2 separate regions of the Sus scrofa genome follow, and region 2 is linked to region 1. The links are chromatin contacts, called in public HiChIP or PLAC-seq maps. All regions are on one chromosome and are shown on one strand. The core of a region is the stretch at or near the end of the contact, and the rest is flanking DNA. Distances in the headings are between cores, read along the strand shown.

The links. HiChIP or PLAC-seq counts read pairs in DNA pulled down with a chosen protein or histone mark.
Region 2: an H3K27ac HiChIP or PLAC-seq map of alveolar macrophages shows a contact between it and region 1. The contact joins two enhancer-like sites. A contact is called at or near these places in 2 of 47 Hi-C or Micro-C datasets (fetal heart ventricle and heart right ventricle) and 1 of 2 datasets of contacts at active chromatin or transcription factors (alveolar macrophages).

Annotation. Positions count from the first base shown.
Region 1 is chr1:121,077,338-121,084,993 of Sscrofa11.1, reverse strand. All of the region lies in intron 1 of SPPL2A (signal peptide peptidase-like 2A), which reads right to left. Among named protein-coding and RNA genes, the nearest start is that of SPPL2A, 14 kb to the right of the region's middle. Within about 2 kb of position 4,648, at least 11 of the 83 cell types and tissues checked have an H3K27ac peak or open chromatin away from gene starts, as enhancers often do. A contact at or near this core is called in alveolar macrophages, where this site is marked.
Region 2 is chr1:121,149,483-121,157,138 of Sscrofa11.1, reverse strand. All of the region lies in intron 1 of TRPM7 (transient receptor potential cation channel subfamily M member 7), which reads right to left. Among named protein-coding and RNA genes, the nearest start is that of TRPM7, 7.2 kb to the right of the region's middle. Within about 2 kb of position 3,603, at least 2 of the 83 cell types and tissues checked have an H3K27ac peak or open chromatin away from gene starts, as enhancers often do. A contact at or near this core is called in alveolar macrophages, where this site is marked.

The DNA.
Region 1 (7,656 bases), core at 3,399-5,898:
TCAACTGACAAAGGATTGATCTCCAAAATTTATAAACACCTTCTGCAGCTCAATACCAAAACGAAAAACCCCATCAACAAATGGGCAGGAGATCTAAACAGACATGTCTCCAAAGAAGACATACAGATGGCCAAAAAACACATGGAAAGATGTTCAGCATCACTCATTATTAGAGAAATGCAGATCAAAACCACTATGAGATACCACCTTACACCGCCAGAATCACCATCATCAAAAAGTCTACAAACAATAAGTGCTAGACAGGGTATGGAGAAAAAGGAACACTTACAGTGTTGGTGGGAATGTAAATTGGTGCAACGGCTGTGGAAAACAGTATGGATTTTCCTCAGAAAACTACAAATAGCATTACCATTTGATCCAGTAATCCCACTCCTAGGCCTCTATCCAGAGAAAACCATGACTCGAAAAGACACATGTACTCCAATGTTCATTGCAACACTATACACATTAGCCAAGACGTGGAAACAACCTAAATGTCCATCGACAGAGGAGTGGATCAAGATGTGGTACATATACACAATGGAATATTATTCAGCCATTAAAAGGAAAGAAATAATGGCATTTCCAGCAACATGGATGGACCCAGAAATTACCGTGCTAAGTGAAGTCAGTCAGACAAGGAGACACCAACATCAAGTGCTATCACTCACATGTGGAATCTAAAAAGACACAATGGACTTCTTTGCAGAGCAGATACTGACTCACAGACTATGAAAAACTTATGGCTTCCCAATAAGACAGGTTGGGGCGTGGGGGGATACACTGAGGGTTTGGGTTGGAAATGCTATAAAATTTGGTTGTAATGATTGTTGTATAACTATAAATGTAATAAAATTCATTGAGTAATTAAAAAGCAAAACTCATTGATACGGGAATTACAAAGGCAAAACACAAATTTTAGTGGAAGATTAATATAATAAAGTATAACCATACATAACTGCAGAATATTACTGGATGTTGAACATGCCACAAACTTCATGAGCAACATAATATGCCTAAATAACTTAAGCATTTCCACATTTTAATATCTCAGTAAAATTTCTCACAGAGATTGTGTAGATTTGAAAATTCAGTTTGTCAACAATAGATATCATGAGTTTTGTAATTAGAGACCTGGGAGAGAATGGCAGTTTCACCATTTACTGGCTGTGCTGCAAGCCATTTAACCTGTCTTGAGTGTCAACATTCTTAGCTCTGAGATGACAAAAAATATCCAAACCTCAAAGAGCTGTCATGATTATTAAATTAGATGATGCAATTGTCTGCACATATTAAACTTTTAATAAATGCTAACTATTTTATTAATAATATACCTAGCACTTTGCCAAGTACTTGTACCATGCAGAAGAAATACAAGATAGATAGTGGTTGCTTAGCGTTTGGTGGGATGTGAAGATGGTGTGATAGCTAAAGAATGTGAGGTTTCTTTATTAAAAATGGACTTTATTTTTTAGATCAGCTTTAGGGTCACAGCGAAATTGAGCAAAAATAGTGTTCCCACATATCCCCTGACCACACACATGCATAGCCTCCCTCCAACCTCCATTGTTAACATTTTTTACAATTAATGAACCTACACTGACAATCCATTACCACCCAAAGTCTAGAGTTTACATATAGGGTTCACTCTTGGTGTTGAACTATGGGTTTTGACAGATATATGACACCGACCCACCAACACAGTATCATATGGAACATGAAATAGCTTTGCTGCCCTAAAAATCCTCTATGCTTTACTTGGTTTCTTTTTGAGTTGATGTGTTTTAAAACTGACTGTGTAGTATAAGTTGCACACATTTATACTAAAGCCACTGAACTGTACACTTTAAGTAGGTGAGTTGTGTAGTATATGAATTATATTTCAATAAAGCTGCCCTTACCCTCCCCCCCAAGAAAAAAACACTAAATAAGAAATTATAGCCTTACTGGGAAGATTAAAAACAAAACTGAAACAGATAATCTCAAACAGAATGTGATTAAAGTCAGAGTCCCTAGTAAAAGCTTTAATAGTTCTTAAGGTGTTAGAAATGCAAATTCTCAGGCCCTAATCTAGACCTGCTGAATCAGAAACTCTGGGTAGTTTGTTTTTAAACAACCCTTTCTGGAGATTTCGATGGTTTTTAAAGTTTGAGTACCACAGCTATAGAAGCAGTGCTTCTCAAGTTTTACTGTGCATATAAATTGGTGATCATATTAAAATACAGATTTGGGGAATTCCCATCATGGTTCAGTGGTTAACGAACCTGGGTAGTATGCATGAAGATTCAGGTTCGATCCCTGGCCTCGCTCAGTGGGTTAAGGATTCCTGCGTTGCTGTGAGCTGTGGTCTAGGTCACAGACACAGGTTGGATTCCACATTGCTGTGGCTGTGGATTAGGCTGGCGGCTACAGCTCTGATTCAACCCCTAGCCTGGGAGCCTCCATATGCTGAGGGGTGTAGCCCTAAAATGACAAAAGACAAAAAACACATAAACCAACAGATTTTGATTCAGTAGGTCTGGGTGGAAAGTAAGAGTCTGCATTTCTAATAAGCTCCCAGGTGATGCTGATGCTGGTGGTCTATGGAGCCAACCTTGAGCAGCAAAAGCTGTAAAGGAACAAGAGCATAGTTGTCCTTGGGTATCTGAGGGGGATTGGTTCCAAGACAGATACCAAAATCCAGGAGGGCTCAAATCCCACAGATTTGATTCTGTATGAATTCAATCAATTGTAAATCATAAATATAGTACACATATTGGAAAAAATCCAAGTATAAGTAGACCTGCATAGTTTAAGCCTTTGTTGTTTAAGGGCCAACTATAGAGGAAACACATCACTGTGGGTCAGTTAGATTGGGAGGCATAGATGCCTGAAACTAAGTGTCCCTTCAAACATTACAAGTACCAAATCAGGAATTCCCATCATGGCACAGCGGAAATGAATCCGACTAGGAACCATGAGGTTTCAGGTTTGATCCCTGGCCTTGCTCAGGGGTTTGGGGATATGGCTTTGCCAAGAGCTGTGGTGTAGGTAGAAGATGCAGCTTGGATCTGGCATTGCTGTGGCTGTGGCATAGGCCTGCAGCAACAGCTCCAATTAGACCCCTAGCCTGGGAACCTCCATATGCCATAGGTATGGCCCTAAAAAGACAAAAGACAAACAAACAAACAAACAAAAAAACAACAAAAAACCCCCAAGTATCAAATGAGATGACTTGTGGTCTACCTGTGTTAGTATTAGATCATCTGACAAAGACTCTATGGTGGAGGGACAGGATACCTCCCTTCACATCTTCCAAGTTAAGAGACACATTTCAAAACATCTGAATTTCCCTTTGTGATCAACTGTGGTCTGGTCTTCTTTGATTTTACTCAATCTTAGAAAAATATGTTTAAAAAATGTTTATATTTCAACCTATAATAAAAATATTCTTTTATTAAAAAGCTCAGTGGAATTCCCTTGGGAGTAGAGGGTTAAGGATTCAGTGTTGTCACTGCAGTGACCTGGATCCCTGGCCCAGGAACTTCCATATGCTGTGGGATGGGAGAAAAAAAAGTTAAGTATCAAGAAGTCAGAGATTTAAGGATAATATAACCTAGTCCCTTCATTCCCTAGCTCAAAGAGTTCCCAAATTATCAAAATGAAGTGGTCTCAGGGGCAGGCTAGAAATGAACTCCCTAAAACCCAGACCAACAATCTTTCAACTCTTATCCTTCAAGTTCTTTCATGTAGCTAGATTCCCTAGGCACCTCTCAGTACCTGATCATTACTCTCCAGTGCTGATATTGGTCACGTATATCTCTGCATGAGCTGTTAACTCCTTCTCTGCCATGACGCTGGACATGGTCTCCTACCACCATTCAACTTCCTGTAATACCCAATTAGTTCCTCCCACATCCTAAACATCCCAGACTTTAAGTCTTTCCTCATATCCTTCCAAATACCCCCACTTCAAGGATTCTAGAGCTTCATGGAATTCCTTTCTCTATGACAAGTGCTCCATACTTCTTACTCCAAATCCTCACTTAACAACAGTTCCTACAACCACTGGTGGTGGAATCAAGTGCTCTTCATGGCCATCACATCAATAATCTCACAACCATACCTTTATATTCCGCATTTTACTTGATCCCTACATGCAAGGGAAGTGAGTTTACTAGACCACAGTGTGAAGTAGTACTTCCTATTTTTCTGATTCAAATTTACCTCACATAAAACATCATGGGGTGCCTGATGTTAGCAAACATCTTCTATTTACTTTATCCAGATCTCTTGACTTCAGTCATATTCCATTATCATCTTTCAAAATCTTGACGTTACATCTGCCTGTTCTTACGATAATTTTTCTCCTAAATACCTTTTGGTATAACAAGTATCAAGTGACTATTTGAAAATCTCCCCCCCCAAATTAAAACCGTAATGGAATACACTATAGTCACATCCTTGCAAGTGTACTATCTCCCCATTTCCCCAGACCAATCAGATGTTAAAGGAACATATGTAAAGAGCTTTATTTTATTTCATCAATGTACCTTCACTGAGAACTGACTTTCACATCCCTGTCTCTTGAGGCTACATCCATGCTTTGTACTACAGTCCCTTGGTAGTTCCAAGCACGGCATTTGTATACTTGGCCTCTGTTCAAATGGCCTCCTGATGCTGACTCACCAGCCCAATATTAACCTAGGAAACAGGCCTTTCTACTTTCTACTCCTGTCCAAGAACAGTTCAAGGATTCTTCTTTAATCTTGTTTCACGGATTTTGTTTGTCTTCTACCCTTCTTTCTCTATCAAAAATTATGTACCAGCATTGGATCTGCTTCCCAAATTTCAGTCTTTACATGCTCTTTTTGAAAATAATAATTCTCTCTAAAAAATTTATCTAACGTACTATCCCCTACCCTAAACCATGCCATCCTCTTGGTCTGCCAGGTCTCTGTATCTTGGCCCATTTTCACCTGATCAAGATCTAGCCCTGAATAATACAATGTTAACCATTACCCATGCATATATTTAACTCCCTTCAAAAGCCTTAACAGGAGTTTCCGTTGTGGCTCAGTGGTAACAAACCTGACTAGAACCCATGAGGATGTGGGTTCAATCCCTGGCCTTGCTCAGTGGGTTAAGGATCCAGCATTGCCATAAGCTTGGTGTAGGTCACAGCCACAGCTCAGATCTGACATTGCTGTGGCTGTGGCATAGGCCAGCAGTTGCAAATCCAATTCAACCCCTAACCTGGGAATTTCCATATGCCATGGGTATGGCCCTAAAAAGAAAAAAAAGAAAAAAAAAAGAAAAAAAAAAAAAGGAGACTTAACAGATTAGTCAAGCATGGTTCTTCTTTTTTCCTAGAGATTATGCTCAGTAATCTGGGCAGCAATTTCTTTCTTTTTTTGGCCGTGCCTGTGGAATGCAGAAGTTCCCAGGTCAGGGATTGAATCTGTGCCACAATAATAACCTGAGCCACAAAGCTGACAAAGCTGCATCCTTTAACTTTTAGAGCACCAGGGAACTCCCTGGGCAGCAATTTCTTACACTTTATTATAGACATGTGCTTTTCGAATTTAATGTTTTCTTAAAATCAGATTCTGATCCAGCAGGCCTAAGGAGGGGCCTGTGATTATGCGTTTCTAACATGTTTCCAAGTGATGCTCTGATTTGTGGTCTATAGAGTACATGGTTATAGACTTCATCATGAATAGCAGTGAAACTCATCATGAAATAGAGTTTTAAAGAGCAACCCCCCCTTGGCTAAGAAGGCAGCTGAAAGCCTTTCCAGCTATGCTTATCACTATACCACCCTTCTTGTAATAATGTAACAACTGTGTGCCCTATGCCCAAGCCAGCAGCCCTGCTAATCATGTACCCAACATTGCTTATCAATTCTGCTTCTGTAACCTTGCTTGCTCAGTTTCTTAGGGAGGAATACTGTCTGCTTGGGGATGGGGAGGAGGTCCAGGATGCTTACATGGGAAAATCAAGACCTTGTAGTGTATAAAAGTTACTGAGAACAAAGTCCTGGTGCTCAGACTCTGGAGGTGACTCCTCTGAGCCCGCACTGGTGCTGAATAAACCTTGCTTTTCCATATCTCCAAGTGCTGTTTGTCTCCTTCCACTGCCACGGTTTTTGCAGTTTCTGCAACATTTTTGGTGTGTTGGCCGGGAAGCTGACAACCGAGATGGCCTCTTGTGCTACCGTTGTCGGGGAATCGGGGGAGGCCATGGTCGCCAGCCCAGTGACAGGTGGATAGCGTGCACCAGCCATTTTGCCAGATCCAGACCCTCACTCGGGCCATGCTGGCCTTGGCCCACACTGCTTCCCGAACGGACTCAGAAGGAGAGTGGAAACAGGTTCCTGGACAGGACGTCGGACTGGTGAGTGCCTCGGGGACATCTGCCTGAGTCAGGACCCGCCATACGGCGGAAGGAGAGACTGATAACCTCTCAGAGACCAAAGGGTCACTCAGGCCAGGGTTTGCTCCCTTGGGATTGGGAGGCTTGTTAATTCTGGGGTGTGTGTGTGTGTGTGTGTGTGTGTGTGAGAGAGAGAGAGAGAGAGAGAGAGAGAGAGAGAGAGAGAGAGAGAGAGAGAGAGAGAGAGAGAGAGAGAGAGAGAGACTGGAGAGAACGAGAGCCCATGCTCCACCGTCTTTGGACTATGGAGCAAGAGTGAGTCCTAACCTGTAGTTCTGCGGCGACCCTCATACGCTTATGGTGGCTCTCTTCGGGGGGATCCTGACGTTGGGGTTTATACAGTCCCACCTATGCTAAGAGGAGCCTGAAATATCTCCTCCGGGGGAGTGGTCAGGCAGATGAAGCGATTGTTATCTGAGGCCTTGTCCTCACTGTCTGTCTTGCGTCACCAGTTCAGGGTGGGACTTCACACAATGGGTAAATCAGCTTCCAAGCCCACTGTCTTAGAGTGTATGGTTAAGAATTTTAAGAAAGGATTTTCTAGAGATTATGGTGTTAAACTGAGTCCTGGAAAACTGTGTACCCTCTGTACCCTAGAGTGGCCCTCCTTTGGTGTTGGCTGGCCTCTGGAAGGGACCTTAGATGTGTTCACAGTTGCAGCAGCATATAATGTTATAACAGGAGACCCTGGACACCCAGACCAATTTCCGTACATTGATCAATGGTTGGAAATTTGAGGCCCCCATGGGTTCGGTTCTACACCACAGACCAGGGACAGTGTAGGGTCTAGTACCCCAGTCCAAGAAGAAAACCTTGTCTCAAAAAAAGGTGCCACCTATTTATCAAGGGGAACCTGAGGACTCGTCCCCTATATGCCACCACCTTATGTGCTGCCTGCCCCACCTCTGGGAGCCAAAGGTCCCCAGATGCCAGATAGTCCACTGCCTTCTGCTTCTCCTCCTCCTTCTGCTTCTGAAGTTCCTAAGGCGATACCACCCCTGCAGCTGGATTCTCCAGAACCTATGAGCAGGCGTCTCTGGTCAGCTCAGGGAGCAGCCACTCCAGCATTGCAAATGCCCTTATGGGAGACACGGGGACCACAGCAAGTCACCCCCGATGGGACCATACAAGAGGGGGAATGGTTTTATTATTACCAGCCCTTTTCCACTGCTGATCTCCTCAACTGGAAACACCATACTCCCTCATATTCTGAAAAGCCTCAGGAACTGATTGATCTCTTAG
Region 2 (7,656 bases), core at 2,354-4,853, 73 kb before region 1:
AATTAATACTATGATTTATCATTTAAAGGGTTGCTTCTCTCTTCTAGAAAAATTAGAACTGGTTTATTAAAAAAAAGATTAGTGATTATACTTACTGCTCTACTTTTAATTACTGCTTGTTAAAGGGAGACAAAGATTTGTTTGGAATTTCTCCTTGTGAGTTTATTTGAAAACAAATGGCAGGCAGGAGTTCCCGTTATGGCTCAGTGGGTTAAGAACCTGACTAGTATCCATGAGGATGCAGGTTTGATCCCTGGCCTTGCTCAATGGGTTAAGGATCTGGCATTGCCACAAGCTGCAGCTGCAGGTTGCAGATGCAGCTCAGATTCAGCACTGCCATAGAGGTGGAACAGGCCAGCAGTACAGCTCCGATTCAACCCCTAGCCTGGGAACTTATATATACGGTGGGTGTGGCTCTAAAACAAAAAGAAAGAAAACAACCCATGCTATGGTAATGAAGTCTACCAAAATCAGATTCTAGAACTAGACACTTACATATGCAAATAACCTCCTGAAATAATGGCAATATACATACAGTATATTTTAAAACATACAGTATGTTTTAAGACTGTCCCCTACAGCTTCCCCTATCTTATTCACCAAGTTTATTTATTTCAATGGCTTAATGCCTCTCATTCTGTTGTATAAACACCAAATGTAACTATATTCTCCCCATATACAGCATTTTTGTTGTTTAGCGCCTTCATTTGTTATATTAGGGATTGGCTTCCTACACTTGATAGTCATATATCTTGGCTGATAATTGCAAATCCTTCCCAATGATAGGTTTCTGCTGTTTTTCAAATTTTGAATTTCTGCTCTGCCATCAGTTATCCAATTATATTTGCCCTGGATTATAAATAATATATAAATTCCTTACTTTGTACTTCTTTAGCTAGACTGCATTACTTAATTTTACCAAGAGGTGGCACACTATAAACACAAATCTGAAGATTCTCAAATGTTTCAAGTAAAGTAAAAACTATAGCCACAGAAAGCAAAAGGAAACTTAAAGATCACTGAATGATCTTCAGTGGTTAAAGAGCACACATTCTGGAATCAGAGTAACCCGATAGAATTCTATCTTTGTTGTTTATACTACTGATGTAACCTTAAGCCAAGTTTTTGAACTTCTGCTTCCTTACCTATAAAACAGAATAAAAAATTCATTTTCTCACAGTTCTAGAGACTGGTATTGAAGATCAAGTTGCCAGTAAGGTTTGTGTCTGGTTAGAGCCCTCTCCTTGGGTTGCAGACAGCTGTCTTCTCACTGTGTCCTCACACAGTGGGGAGAGTGGCAAGCTCTCTAGCATCTCTTCATATAAGGACCCTTTATGTAAGGACCTTCATGACCTCATCTAACTCTACCTCCCCAAAGCCCATCTCTAAATATCATCAACAATGAATTCTGAGAATACACACACATTCAGTCCATAACAACCACTTTTAAAAAAAATTAATAGTCCTAAAAGGACTATAACAGAACTTAGAGCCTCTACAAGACTACATTATGTCTACTACACAATCCAAAACTACTAGCTAGATGTAAGAGGAAAATGTGAGCCATACTCAAAAGACAATTAAATTAAAAAGGGGTTTGCTTACTAATAAAATGCAATTGCTTTAAAAAGTTAAATGACACTACAGATCCAGAAATTTCAAGATACATAATAATTTTGTCATAGTGCCTGCCAGCAAATGGCACAATGACAAAGAAAAATTAAGGCTAGAAGTTCCTATTGTGGATCAGCAGTAACGAACCTGACTAGTATCCATGAAGATATAGGTTTGATCCCTGGCCCCGCTCAGTGGGTTAAGGATCCAGTGTTGCAATGAGCTGTGGTGTAGATCACAGACGCATCTCAGATCTGCCGTTGCTGTGGCTGTAGCGCAGGCTGCAGCTCCAATTTGACCCCTAGCCTGGGATCTTCCATGTGCTGCAGGTGTGGCCCTAAAAAGACAAAAGTTAAAAAAAAAAAAAAAAAAAGAAGAAGAGGAGGAGGAGAAAAATTAAGGCTAGTACAAAGCTAAATGCTGAAAACATCTCTGACTTTCTCTATCAAGAGTCTAATTCATTCTAATTCATTTGCTTCCTGGCATTCTTACAGGCCCTTACTCTAGAAGTTTTGCTCTCACTCTTAATTGGCTGTCAACTACTTAACAAATTAATAAATAGATATTATTGATAATTCAGATGTGATCTTCTCAACAAGTTTTAAAGATACTTGAAAAGCTTCTGTGGAATGATGAACAGCGAGTAAAGTCTCATATATTAAAAAACTAAACAGTAACAAGAGTCCAACTACTACATCCAATCTTACTTCTGTTGGTTTTGCTTTCCTGCTGATCTTATGAAGACGGCTACCCGGACTGCTTAACAGCCCAATACTGCCTTGAAATTAAGGGACAGAAAATGTTTGATAAAGAGAAATACAAACAGCTGCCATCGTGCTATATCATGGAGTGTAAGATATTAAATAACTGAAGACTAAACATTGAGTCTAAAAAGTGGCCAACCTCAATATAGCTCAAACAGCAGTAATTTTTCCCTCTGGTATTCTAGGTGAAGTCTTACCCGAAATAATTCATTTTACCAAAAGAATTATTAAAATGAAAGGGAGAAAAACTTAACATTTTAGGAGGAAAAAAGTATGTTGGCAAAAAAAATTTTTTTATTTCATATACTAAAAAATTTTACCTAGATACCTAAGATTGCTAAAAAATCAAAACAAATATACTCAGAACACAAACAGAACAATGAAATAAATCACTTAGAAACAGAAACTGGAGCTCCCGTTGTAGCGCAGTGGTTAACGAATCTGACTAGGAACCATGAGGTTGTGGGTTCGATCCCTGGCCTTGCTCAGTGGGTTGCCGTGAGCTGTGGTGAAGGTTGCAGACGTGACTCAGATCCTGCTTTGCTGTGGCTCTGGCATAGGCAGATTAGACCCCTAGCCTGGGAACCTCCATATGCCGCAGGAGCGGCCCTAGAAAAGGCAAAAAGACCAAAAAAACAAAAACAAAAAAAGAAACAGAAACTTGCACTTAAGGAAACTTGGTGTATGATGGAAAGTGCAATATAAATTATAAAAAATATTAATAACTACACTATATGTACGTGAACTATCACACTAGAATCCAAAAATGAATACTTGATGAATTAAAGTCCAAAGGAGAAAAGCAAAATTTTAAAACTTCTATCAAAAATAAATACCTTATGACCTCAATATAAGAAAAAACCATGCTATAAGAAAACAGATAATTATACTAAAATTAAAAACCAATGTACATCAACAACCCAAAAAATAAGTAAACAGCCCACCATTAACAAAGTAAAAATTTTAAAAGCTAGAGATTGAAAAAGATATTTGTAGCTCATAAATCCCCCCCACAAAAAATTAGTATCCAGAATACATAAAAAATTTCTACAATTAAAAAAAGATAATCCACTAGAAAAATGAGCAAAACAATTCACCAAAGAGGAGATAACCATAGCCAAAAATTTGTAACCAGAAATGACACTCAAAATTAATAGTGGCCAGTGACAGGCAAATTAAAACAATGAGGAACTACATTCACAAGTCTGGCGAAATAAAAGAATCTCATCAATTATGTGTTGGTAAAGATGTTGGGAGGAAAAAAAGGGGAACTCTCATATAGTTCTAAAGGGATTGGAAATTAACACAATCACTTTGGTCAACACTTCGGCAATATCTATAGTGTTGAAGATGTACCTACCCTATGACCCAGCATTTCTACTTCTAGATATTATACTTCCTAGAAAAATTCACAAACATGTTTATAAGGTGATACATACAAGAACATTACATAATTATTTTAAAAAAGCTGGAAACAACCTAAATGCCCAACAACAGTAAAACAGACAACATACAGCATATTCCTATAATGGAATAATACATTTAGCAGCTGAAAAGGACACACTAAACCTTGTATATTATCAACATGAATTAATCTCCAAAACATAAAGGTCATTAAAAAGAAAAAAAGGGAGGTCCCATCACGGCTCAGTGGTAAGGAACCCAACTAGTATCCATGAGGACGTGGGTTTGACCCCGGGGCTCGCTCAATGGATTAAGGATCTGGTATTGCTGTGAGCTGTGGTGTAGGTCACAAACTCGACTTGGATTTGGTTTTGCTGTGGCTATGGCATAGGTGGGTGGCTACAGCTCCAACTCGACCCATAGCCTGGGAATTTCCATATGCCACACATGTGGCCCTAAAAAGACAAAAAGAAAAGAAAAAAGCTATAAAGATATACTGTACATCACAGGGAATACAGCCAATATTTTATAAGAACTTTAAATGGAGTTTAGTCTGTAAATATATTGAATCACTATGTTGTACACCTGAAACTAATATAGTATTGTAAATCAACTATACTTCAATAAAAGAAAAAAAGATATATAAAAATGTACAAAATTCCATATATATAACACTTAGAAATACCAAAAGACCACTACATAGTATATATACTTTATATAAAAACACTACCAAAGTATCCAAAGGAACAACTGGATACTTGTATATTTAGGATAAAAGTTACATCTGCAAAAGTGAAAGTGATATGGGATTTTAATGGGGTACATCAAATTTTACTTGCAATATTTTTCAAGCTGAGTGATAAACACAGGGATATCTGCTGTATTATGATATCCACACTTTCATACATCTGAATTCCATCATAAAAAATTACCAAAGAACTCAAAGTATATAATTTATTTAAAAATATTATGTACTTGTAGTCAAACAGTACAATTTAAATTCTTTATTCCTGGCTCCTTGTTACCTAATCAAATATTCCAAAAAGGAACAGAATCTACTTAATTAAATGAATCATAGATCTTATTTAACAACTACCAATATATTTTCCAATGATGCCACCAAAATTAATCTGAAAAAGAGAAATATAAAGAAAATATTAAGATATTCTTTATTATAAAACTCAAGCCTTCATATGTGAGTAAACAGTAACAACCTATTCTCTATTCCTGAGTAGCCTGATAATACTTTTGTTGATATATTCATGATAGGTTTCTACGGTTTTTATTAGTGAGTTCTACCCGTAACAGAAATCCATTTAGCTAGCTTAATGACTTTTCCACTCTACTAAGAATACCCTCAGAATAGAGAAATTTCTGCACTTTGTCAAAACACAATGTTTATAATGGTATAATAGTATTATAAATAACCTAAAGTTATTACATAGAAATTTGGTAGTAAAGGAAATGTCTAACTTTTAAAACATTAGATTTTTAAAAAGGTAATTTTTTTTTAATGACCTCAACTTTTTTGTTGTTGTTGTCTTTTTAGGGCCACACCTGCCACATATGGAGGTTCCCAGGACAGGGGCTGAGTTGGAGCTGTAGCTGCTGGCCCATGTCACAGCCACAGCATCACCAGATCCAACCCGCATCTGCAGTCTACACCACAGCTCATAGCAATGCCAGATCCTTAACCCATTGAGAGAGGCGAGGGATTCGATCCTCATGGATGCTAGTTAGAGTTGCTTCTGCTGAACCACAATGAGAATTCCTTAACCTTTTTACTTAACACTTGTCATCTGAGATCTCGATAATTTACATGCCTCTGAATGTCAAGATATTTCTCCAGGTTTCTATAATTTGGCAAGTCAACACCTACTCTCCCACTGATTAGCCCTATGACCCTTTGGTGAGTGATTCAGCTTCTCTTTTTTTTACATAAATAATGGAAGGGGGAAAAAAGTGTTTACTTCATGATAGAGTCTTGACAGTGATATACGTAAAGCATTTAGAACAAGAGCAACAGCTAAATGCTAATACATATTAGCTAATATTATGAAAATTTGTTTAAAGCCTAATACACACTTTTTTTGGTCAGAAGTACCTTCTGGGTAGAGTACCTTCCAGGTATTGGGTATGGTAATTTATAGTAAAACAAGGAAGACCACTAGTTCACATACTTAGGGTAATTTACTGTCCTATCTTTCTATCCTAGTTAATGTTTCTCCAGTTTTCTCTTTATAGTGAGTCTACTTTCCAGGTAACTTTCCATCATTCCACATATACTACCAAATTGTCAGAGGAAAGTAGGTAACTAAGCCTATTAAACTTCACTTTGCACATATTTTTCTTTGTCTTTTTAGGGCCTCTCCCACGGCATATGGAGGTTCCCAAGCTAGGGGTTGAACTGGAGCTGTAGCTGCCAGCCTAGAGCACAGCCACAGCCTCGCCAGGTCAGAACCACATGTGCGACCTACACCACAGCTCACAGAAACTCTGGATCCCTAACCCACTGAGCAAGGTCAGGGATCGAACCTGCATCCTCATGGATACAAGTCAGGTCTGTTAACCACTGAGCCACAAGGGGAACTCCTGGATATTTTTCAATCAGTGAACCCTGGACTCAAAGTTGCTATGTGTCTGATAATGGCTTGACTCAAAAGCTTTCTTTCTTTCTACGAGGAGTTAGGTTTCCAAAGGTTTAAGTTTCCAGAAGCCTGGCAGCTAGGATAGTTAAGGTGTTGTTATTAACATGTTTTCATGATGCAAGGAGGGATAGTGTTTCGCAGAGCCACAGTAGTGACAATGCCAGATTTTTAACCCTGAACCACCAAAATCAATCATTTTTTATAAAGATAAACTAGAAGAGGTCCAATTCTCCAAGTCACATATTTCATTCATATTGAATCTAATCTAGTAATTGCAAAGCCCCTTCTAAAAGTGACACACATCTAAGTTCTTTTACAGCAATTCACATAGTGACTCAGCTCCAATTCTCATAGATAGCCAAATGCTGCTCATAATATAAATTAATCTAAACACTCAGAACTTTGCCTCCAGGCACCAAATTTATAACAGGCGTTTAACGAGTTCCTGCTGTGGTGCAGTGGGTTAAGAATCCGCTTGCAGTGGCTCAGGTGGCTGCAGAGGTCAGGGTTTGATTCCCGGCCTCCTCAGTGGGTTAAAGGATCTGGCATTGCTACAGCTATGGCTCAGATTCAATCCCTGGCTCAGGAACTTTTGTATGCCACATGTGTGGCCATTAAAAACAACAACAAAAAAAGGCATCTAAGGAGCACTTTAAAATAAAATAAAAACCATAAAATTTAATCGTATGCTGAAAGGTTCCTCCTAAAAGAAAGGGGAAAGAGAAACCCAGAATGAAATAACTGAGCAATGGCAATAATCATTAATGGCTACCTTATGTGAAAGTCTGATGGGGAACTTCACAACTGAAACATCAGGAAGTCAACAGCAACCCACTGGTCAATCTTAACATTAAAAAACAAAAAACAACCAGACAGTATGTGCCTCTTAACGTAATGCAATACAAAGTACACAGCACTACCTGTGAAGTTGTCTTGCCAAAGTATCAAACAATTTGATAGTCTTCAGATTAATCACTATTTCACAGGAAATACAGAGGGAAAAAGGAACATGTTACATAATGCTATATAGACACATTAAACAAAACTCAAACCGTGGGAAATTCTACAGGGCAAATGATCTGGATTTTTTTTTTTTTTTAAATAAATGGTAAATGACAAGACAAAAAAAAGGAGGGGGTACTAGAGACTAAAATACTTATTTATCAACCAAATACTGTATGGACTTCTTTGGATCTTGATTCAAACAAACCAATTGAGAAAAAATA